Regions from separate parts of the Rattus norvegicus genome. Here regions 1 and 2 are each linked to region 3. Evidence: chromatin contacts called from public Hi-C data. All regions are on one chromosome and are shown on one strand. Each heading gives the region's core, a stretch centred on a gene start, on an enhancer-like site or on the middle of the called end of the contact. The rest is flanking DNA. Distances are from core to core; before and after follow the strand shown. Region 1 holds the start of Cops2 (COP9 signalosome subunit 2). Region 2 has its middle 81 kb from the start of Dtwd1. Region 3 holds the start of Fgf7 (fibroblast growth factor 7).

Evidence for each region. A called contact is a pair of places that touch in the nucleus more often than the background predicts.
Region 1: a contact with region 3 is called in a Hi-C map of Schwann cells, with 7 times the contacts expected there. The contact joins the promoter of Cops2 here to the promoter of Fgf7 in region 3.
Region 2: a Hi-C map of the A7r5 cell line shows a contact between it and region 3, with 5 times the contacts expected there. The contact joins the enhancer-like site here to the promoter of Fgf7 in region 3. A contact is called at or near these places in 4 of 12 Hi-C or Micro-C datasets (the A7r5 cell line, the Rat2 cell line, Schwann cells and 1 more).

What each region holds. Positions count from the first base shown.
Region 1 is chr3:133,562,236-133,564,935 of GRCr8, forward strand. Cops2 (COP9 signalosome subunit 2) reads right to left here and starts at 1,258. Exons shown (of 13, transcript NM_153297.2): 1 at 1,055-1,258. The coding sequence starts at 1,108. It also overlaps a transcript of Galk2 not described here.
Region 2 is chr3:133,925,319-133,928,018 of GRCr8, forward strand. No RefSeq gene overlaps it. Among named protein-coding and RNA genes, the nearest start is that of Dtwd1, 81 kb to the left of the region's middle. Within about 2 kb of position 1,348, at least 1 of the 93 cell types and tissues checked has an H3K27ac peak or open chromatin away from gene starts, as enhancers often do.
Region 3 is chr3:133,734,281-133,737,099 of GRCr8, forward strand. Fgf7 (fibroblast growth factor 7) reads left to right here and starts at 1,347. Exons shown (of 3, transcript NM_022182.1): 1 at 1,347-1,740. The coding sequence starts at 1,455. The region is part of intron 11 of Fam227b (family with sequence similarity 227, member B); the gene reads right to left.

The sequences.
Region 1 (2,700 bases), core at 8-2,507, 170 kb before region 3:
CTTTAAAAAAAATTGGAAACGATTTACAGATTCACCTATATGAAGAAGTTACACAGTAACTCAAAATCAAAATACTAATTCTTTGAGAATATGACACCTAAAAGATGAACCAGAGCTCTCAAAGCATGTACTCCACAACTTCACCAAAATGCAGTATCACTGAAATTTCCTAAGGACCGAACAGATGCTTCCCAATTAGGAAACAAAACTGACACTAATTTGGGGAATCAAGATCATCTATTCTTAGTTCTTACACAGGTGTGCGTTTTTTGACTATCAACATAAAACATGAGGTCCAGTTTAAGACCTGTAAATCCATTCACAAATTAAACCTTAAATTAAAAAGGAATCACCAAACTAGGCAAGTTTACTTTTATGCCATTGACAATTCAAACAACGATGCTGGGAAATTTCTTAAATCAAGGAAAAAGATCATTGGTTCTAATTCCCTTAACTCTTACCTCTCCCCGGCCCAACCAAACAAAAAGCAAATCCTTTTTCCCAGCTTGACATTTTTTTTAGAGAACAGGACGAGCAGTTTTAACTACTTTACCCCACTCCCCACCCCCCATTCTTGCTCTGAGCCTTAACCTGGGACCCAAACTGACCCTGGGCGAGATTCTTAAGCTGTTTTGGGGGAGACTCCCGAGTTTTGCAGTAGGATCTGGGAGCAGGACGGACCCTCCGCCTCCCGCACCCCTCAGTTTTCACTCTCCAAGCATCTGGCACCGGCTGAGGTCAGAGTGAAGAAGATATGGGCCCGGTAGGGCCCAGACTTAAGCGCCGGGCAGTGGCGGCTCGGCGGCGGGCAGAGAGAAGATGAGAACCGGCCGCGGCCGGCCTCCTGCGCTATCCCAGGGCCCAGCGGCCTGGGCTGACCCGCCGCCTCTCTCCCTCTCTTCCCAGGCCCCGCAGGCCCGCGACGCCGGGCGAGGAGGGAACCCTGCAGCGTGGAACCGGGCCAACGCGCCCCCGGGGGAGAAGCTGCAGCCTCTCGGCCTCGGCACCACCGCCACATCCTACTTCCAGCCCCGGCCCGCTCCCTGCGTCTCACCAGGTCGTAGTCCTCCTCATCATCGCACATGAAATCATCCTCCATGTCAGACATCTTGGCCGGAGGGGGGAGGGGGAGAGGAGAAATTAGAGACAGCCTCCTCCCACAGTGCTCCGCGGCCCAGAAGCGTCACTCCCGATTCTCCTAGTCTTCCGGTCTCTCCTGGAGAAGAGAGAGCTCATTCCGGAACCAATGCGCTCGACCCTGAGACGATTTACTACGGCGCCCAAAGGGAGCGCACAGTCGGCTCTTCCTGCGCGACAGTTGGTGTCTTAGCAACTAAGCGTAGCAACTGGGAAATCGGGCGCTGCGGGTCCTTCCTATCTGAGGGGCTTCGGAAACCTTCTAGCAGTATCCAGCGTCCTAGGTGAGGGAACTGTCTCCTTCCTTGCCTGGGACTCTGGAACCGTCTCTTTCTAATGAAACATGCCCGACCTATATGACAGGTAGCGTGCCTCTGCCATTGTTATCTATATGTTTTTATTCTACACCTTGCGGTGGGTATATTTACAGCAACACAATTGTCACGTAAAGTTATGTTTGTAGTTAGCAAAAACAGTTCTGTGGATATCCCAGTTTAGGTATGCACTAACCAATTGTTCAGTTATTTAAGGAATCACAAACGTGCATTTACTGCTTTTAGGATGAAATGGAATTAACAGTTGCTGATAGTTTTTTTTTTTTTTTAAAGCATTGTTGCAGAAAACCAGTAGAGTTCAAAGTGAAGAAAAATGTGGAAATAAGGCAACCCCCAACCCCTTTTGGAGAAAGCCTCCAAATTCTGTACACAAATACTGTAAAGTTATAAAGTTGATATATCTTAGAATTTTGGCCTCGATTGTTACCTATACAGATGAGTTAAACATGCCCAAATCACCAAAGGTTCAAACAAACAAACAACTCCAAACAAACGAAACAAAACTACCCAACTTTTTCTTCATCTCATACAGTTGATGTCAAGCACAATTCAGCATTAACATTCACACCTTCGTGTTGAATCCTTACAGACCCAGCTTGGCTGTGCTCCATTGACTTCTGGAGTTGTGCCTGATGTCATTACCACCATTTTTTTCCTCTGAGTCATTTGGGAACGGGATAATCTTGCTTTTGTTTTTAAGTCAGGAATTGCTTGGTTCTGAAAATCTTGTCAGAAGACATATTAAGCCCAATGATTGTATTATTTTTATATTGAACACACCGTGAACACAATTTATAGCTGTACATTCAGAATGTTAGATAAGTCTTCAGATAATTTTGTAGTGAATATCATTAGCATTGCTTTGTTGTTGTTTGTTTGTTTGTTTGTTGAGCTGGGGAAAGAACTTGGCCTTGTGTGTGTTAGGTAAATGCTCTATTGCTGGGCTTTCTTCTAGTCTAATTGTTTCTTAGGAAAATAATGCAAAAAGGAATTCCTCATAGCTTAAAGAAGTAATCATTCAAAGAAACATCTTTTTGGTCACAGGTTTTCTAACAATAATATCACCTTACTTATAATCACACAGTTTTACTATTAGCCTTTTCTACCAACACTTTATCGTGAGAAATTTTGAATTTAAATACATATTGAAAGGATAGTACCATCTTGGACACAAGTATACCAACTAACAGTTTTAATGTTGTGTATTTCCTGGGTCAACTGAAAGATG
Region 2 (2,700 bases), core at 98-2,597, 190 kb after region 3:
TTATCGTATACCCACAGATAAGTGTCATTCTCTCCCTTTACAGCAATCTGAGACCATTGTAAAACAAACAAATGTACTGGTCAAAATGCAGAGTTGCAGAACCCACTCCCAACTGATATATCTACAATACCCAAGGCTCAAGGATCACTGTGGAAGAGAGGGCTGGAAAGACTGTGAGAGCCAAAGGAAAAGGAAGTTTAGTATGAGAGTATATCACCTAGAAATGTCAGAGGAGCCACCTAAGTAAAGTCTCACCAACAGGGCTGCCTAAACGTCATCTGAACAAGGATGACACTAATAGTCATGCTACTGTGGAAGGAGTAAATCTCAAGAGGCCTCAGCCCTGGAAAAGAACTACAGGCAACTAAGGAATGTTGAGGGCAGGAGAAAGTCTTTCATGAGGAATAACACATCAGTTGGTTACCCAATACCAATCAGTTCTGAAAACATAGACATACAAGTAACATTGTGCAGAATGAGAATGAACAGGTTGCATATAAATGTGTACACACACACACACACACACACACACACACACACTCACACAGAAAGGAAAACATACCATCAATTTGAATGAGAGCAGGGGTTAGATACATGGCAGAGTCTATAGAGAGGAAAATAAACAAAGGGAAATGGTATAATTATAATCTCAAAAACAAGTTAAAAATCCTGAAGAAACTCAGAATAGAAAGAACATATCTTAAAACACACACACACACACACACACACACACACACAGACAGAGAGAGAGAACATATCTCAACATAATAAAGACTATACAACAAGCCTATAGTATGTTAAATAGGAAAAACAAAAAGTATTTATAATCCATAAGGCCTGTGTCCACTGTCTCCACTCTTATTATTCAAGACAGTGCTGAGAGTCTTCACTAGAGCGATAAGACAAGAGAAGTAAATCAAGGGGATGCAAATAGGAAAGGAAGAAGACACAGTTTCTCTATTTGCAGATGACATGATTCCAGGCCCCACCCCTTGCTAAGGAGACATTGGCAATTGATAGTTGCCAAGGGAGGAAGAATCATTCTCTTTGGATGACGTGGTCACTGGTAGAATTCCCAGTGAATAGCCCCACCCATGCACAGATGGCCAGCACTAACTGGACTTAGTGGATTACATTTTATCAAGTCATGAATCTGGGAGTGGGGAAGCTGGAAAGGTGCTATATTCTAGGTGGGACATACTACTATTGTTTTGTTAAGTGGAACACATTGGCCAAAATATCTAATGTTTATGATTATGCTGCTATATCAATGCTGCTGTCATCCTTGGTCAGAGAACAGCCTTTTAGGTAGGCAGTGGTTAGCACAAAAACACACAACTATAAATATATCTATATATCAACATTGATACAGAGATAGATAGATCGATCAATCATTAGACAGACAGACAGACAGACAGACAGACAGGCAGATAGATAGATAGATAGATAGATAGATAGATAGATAGATAGATAGATAGATAGATAGATTGATTGATTTTTTTAAAAGGAGTTCTTGTGAACTCTTTGTCCAGTAATTATATACATCTGTTTCTTTGGGGTTGGCTTCTGGGGATTTAATATGTTTCTCTCTTAGGCCAAGTTACCATATCTGTTTCTCTTTCTAAAAACTCTCGTTTCTTAGAGTTTGTACTTCTGATAAAATAGTTACTGATAAAATGGCTTCCTGCAGGAGATGACTCTCATCCTTGAGACTAGCTAAGAGATTATCATCCTGAAGCTGGTAGTTAAGAGCTGCAAAGTCTTGGTTGTCATGCTGATTTTTCAAGTTGGTCTGTTTCTTTTTCATGGATTCTCAATCTCTTGCTCCCCCTTGTGTCTCTTGAGGTTCTGCAGGGGTTTTCATTATGGAATAGCAAACTTTCTTGCTCTCCCTTGTTCTCAGTGATAATCATGCTTCTAATTTAAGTCAGTTTACTATCACTGGCTAATGTCAAGCTAGAGAAATAAAAGCCCTTTGTGTGGGCCTCCAAAGAGTCAGAATGACAGGCCTACGCTCTGATCCCTTCCCTCCCTCCTGATGGAGAAGCAACATGCTGAACCATGTATTACCCTACTATTTTTTATCTTATGTACCCCCTTATATCTGTATGCCTCTTCTTCAGCACTCCAATGATGCACAATTAAATTAGTTCCACAGAAATCCTCCAAAAGTCAAAATCCTGACCCGATGCTGCCAAGACATTGCCGTTCCAGTGCTGATCTCTGCTGGTTTGGGGGATGGAACACCGTTTAAGCCATTTCAGTGTAGCTGTTCTCGTACCCATGCTTTCTCTGGGTACTACAAATCTTCAGATTCTAGAATTCCCATAAAAGTACCTTCACCCATGTATCACAAAGTCAGTATTTCAGGGAGACCATGAACTGGCCATTACGAGCCTGTCATTTTTACTGACATTTGTGTGTGTGTGTGTGTGTGTGTGTGTGTGTGTGTGTGTGTGTGTGTGTGTGTATTAAAGACTCCAAACTGCAAGTATGTATCCTACTAATGACGATGAAAGCAAAGGATTATTGGAACCCATTAAGTTCTTGCTTCTAGGAATGTTCAGGAAGAGGGGTAAAAGCAGAATTGGCCACCAAACTTCAGCATTGAACAACAGACTATGAATGGGAAGTCTATGTGACGTAGTAATACAGCTTACCAAAACCAAACCAAACCAAAATAAGACAACAACAACAACA
Region 3 (2,819 bases), core at 97-2,596:
ACCTACTCTCAGCCCTGAGCCTGCTGCTCTAGTACTCTGAGTATGAAGGAATATGAACTTACCTCCCCAGTGTATTGTAAAGACCATCTAACTATTGAAAGCCCTTCTATATGTTCTAGGAAATGTTTTTCACAGACTGTACAGCTTCTGTGCTTAAAAGGGCTAACACTTCCCTTTCTCTATGTAAGTGCTTGAGAATCAGAGGTCTGTTTCCACAGAGCGGATGCCCACTTGTGGATTTAAACCAAAGCCGTGTCCATAGCTCCCCCTTATGACCACTCAACGGTACACAAGCCTTCATCTATTCCTGCTGTTTCAGACAACGAACAGCTCACTGGTTAAGCTTTAATTGCTTCCAATGAGGTCAGCAAAGGTATTTATTGAAAATCTCTGAATAAAAGGGTCCACGCACTCACACAAGCGCACGCGCTCACACACGGAGAAAATCCTTTTGCCTGTTGATTTATGGAAACAATTATGATTCTGCTGGAGGACTTCTCAGCTGAGAAATAGTTTGTAGCTACAGTAGAGGCTCAAGTTGCACCAGGCAGACAGCAGACACGGAACTCTTGTGTACCCAGCTGTTCCAAACAGAACAAGTAAGTTACTGTTATTTGTCTTTTAAACAATGCTGAATCTTTTCTGAAAGATTTTCTCTCTCTATGGTTAGAGTACTGAGGGAGGGGTGGCTTTTTAGCTGTGTAAATATCTACAGAAATTGTGCTGTAGTACGTATGGAAAGAGACGCTTGAAGTTCTCCAGGGCAATCCTGACACTTAACTTGAAAAATCTGGGCAGTTTCAGAGAAAATAATTATTAAGCACAAATGTAAAAGCGTATACTCATGGATCCCAAGGAGAGTGTTTCAACTTTGTCGATAGTGGCTGTAAAACTCGATTTAACCCAATAGCTGTAAGTACACGGTGTTTCCTAACAAGATAGCAACTGGAATGAATGGTGCCGTTTTCTTGTGATGTCTCTCCACTAATGCATAGCTCTTCTGACTCTACGTGCAAAGTGGCAAAGATGTTGACATCTTCTGTGGAAGCTGTTTTAAATGAGCTTTCGACATTTGGTCACACTGAGATGTTAGACTATTTACCTACTGAAATTTATACATACATTTCTTTTTTTATCTCCCTTTCTCCTCCCCCTCCCCATTCCTAATCTTTCATTGCGAACAGAAGTCAAGCAGCAAATGCACGGCAGCAACTGGCCTTGTTCCGACCGGTTTCTACAAGGATATACCCATCAACTGTGCTCCTGAAGAAGGAATCCTCTTATTGGCATCAGAAGCTAAAAGATAAGGTTAACAGTTTGGAAAGAGCGAGGACCTTTTCTCAAATCAATCTCCAGTTCACAGACAGGAGGAGGCCCATGACCTAGGAGTAGCGATCAACTCAAGGTCCAGTTCTCATTATGTTATTCATGGACACCCGGGGCACTGCTCTATAATGCGCAAATGGATACTGACACGGATCCTGCCGACTCCGCTCTACAGATCGTGCTTCCACCTCGTCTGTCTTGTGGGCACCATATCTTTAGCTTGCAATGACATGAGTCCAGAGCAGACGGCCACGAGCGTGAACTGTTCTAGCCCCGAGCGACACACGAGAAGTTATGACTACATGGAAGGAGGGGATATAAGGGTGAGGAGACTGTTCTGTCGCACCCAGTGGTACCTGAGGATTGACAAACGAGGCAAAGTGAAAGGGACCCAGGAGATGAGGAACAGCTACAGTAAGTGATGCTTTTACCACAACCCTGCTTAGCTCTTTATGGTTTGTTTAAGGTTCACTCTCTGGTGCCATGTTCTCCTTTCCGATGGGGGCAAAAACCAGTGTAAAATATCAAGTCCTAATTTTTCTACCTCGGGATTTCTGCACTAAATCCCTAAAATTTCTCTGGTAATAGGGCAAGTGTACTCACCTTATGGTTGGAACTGATAGCACGAGCCAGTTAGAAAATATACTATGGTTTAAAACCAAAATACTCTTTAGTAAGAAAACATTTCAGTGAGTAAGTACTCAAGAGGACGTGTGATTGTTTTCTTAGCAAAGCTCAGTGGCAGTTTGCATAGAGTTCTCAGAAGGTTCAGGAAACTACCAGCCATTAGTTGAGGAGCAGAGGATGTATCTGTCTTTATCAGTTGAGTTGCCTTTGAAAGGGCTCTTCCATGGTACTAACCGGTTAAGAATCTGCATTCTGAGCATCGACAATTGTGTGCTTCTAAAACAGAAGGGAGTCGGTAATGCCTCAACCATCTTTGGTCTAGTGATTTGTACTCCTTAACTCCCCACCCAGGAGGGACCGGATCTTCCTAACGGTTTCTTTATCAAGGGTCTCTGTCGTGCAGGTCTCTGTTGCTAATTTAAGAGGGACATAACTCTGAGGACTGTGAGCTGAATTGGAAGACAGGTTGTGTCTGAGATTTTCACCTGGAGCACTCCCCTTTCCCCTCAAAATCCACTTGCTCTTTTACCTTAAAACATCAGGGCTTGGATTTTCATTTAGGTTACATTTAGTTACCAATCTTAGTAGTATTAAATTAAATGACATAGAGCACACACTCAACATTTACCTTAGGTATTTAAAACCCACACATGGAAATGGGTTTGCTGGCATTAATATCGTGTGGGTGGCGTTGACACTGTTTGCTGTATTGATAGCATATGTGCCAGTATAGGTGGAGAAGGATGCATGGAGACAATAGTGTAGCTGGGTGTCTGTGTCAGGGACACCCCAAGTTGTCCTTATCTGTTCCTGAAGTACCTTTTTGTCTCTAAACTCATTGACCAGTAAATAAGAGTTTGATGACT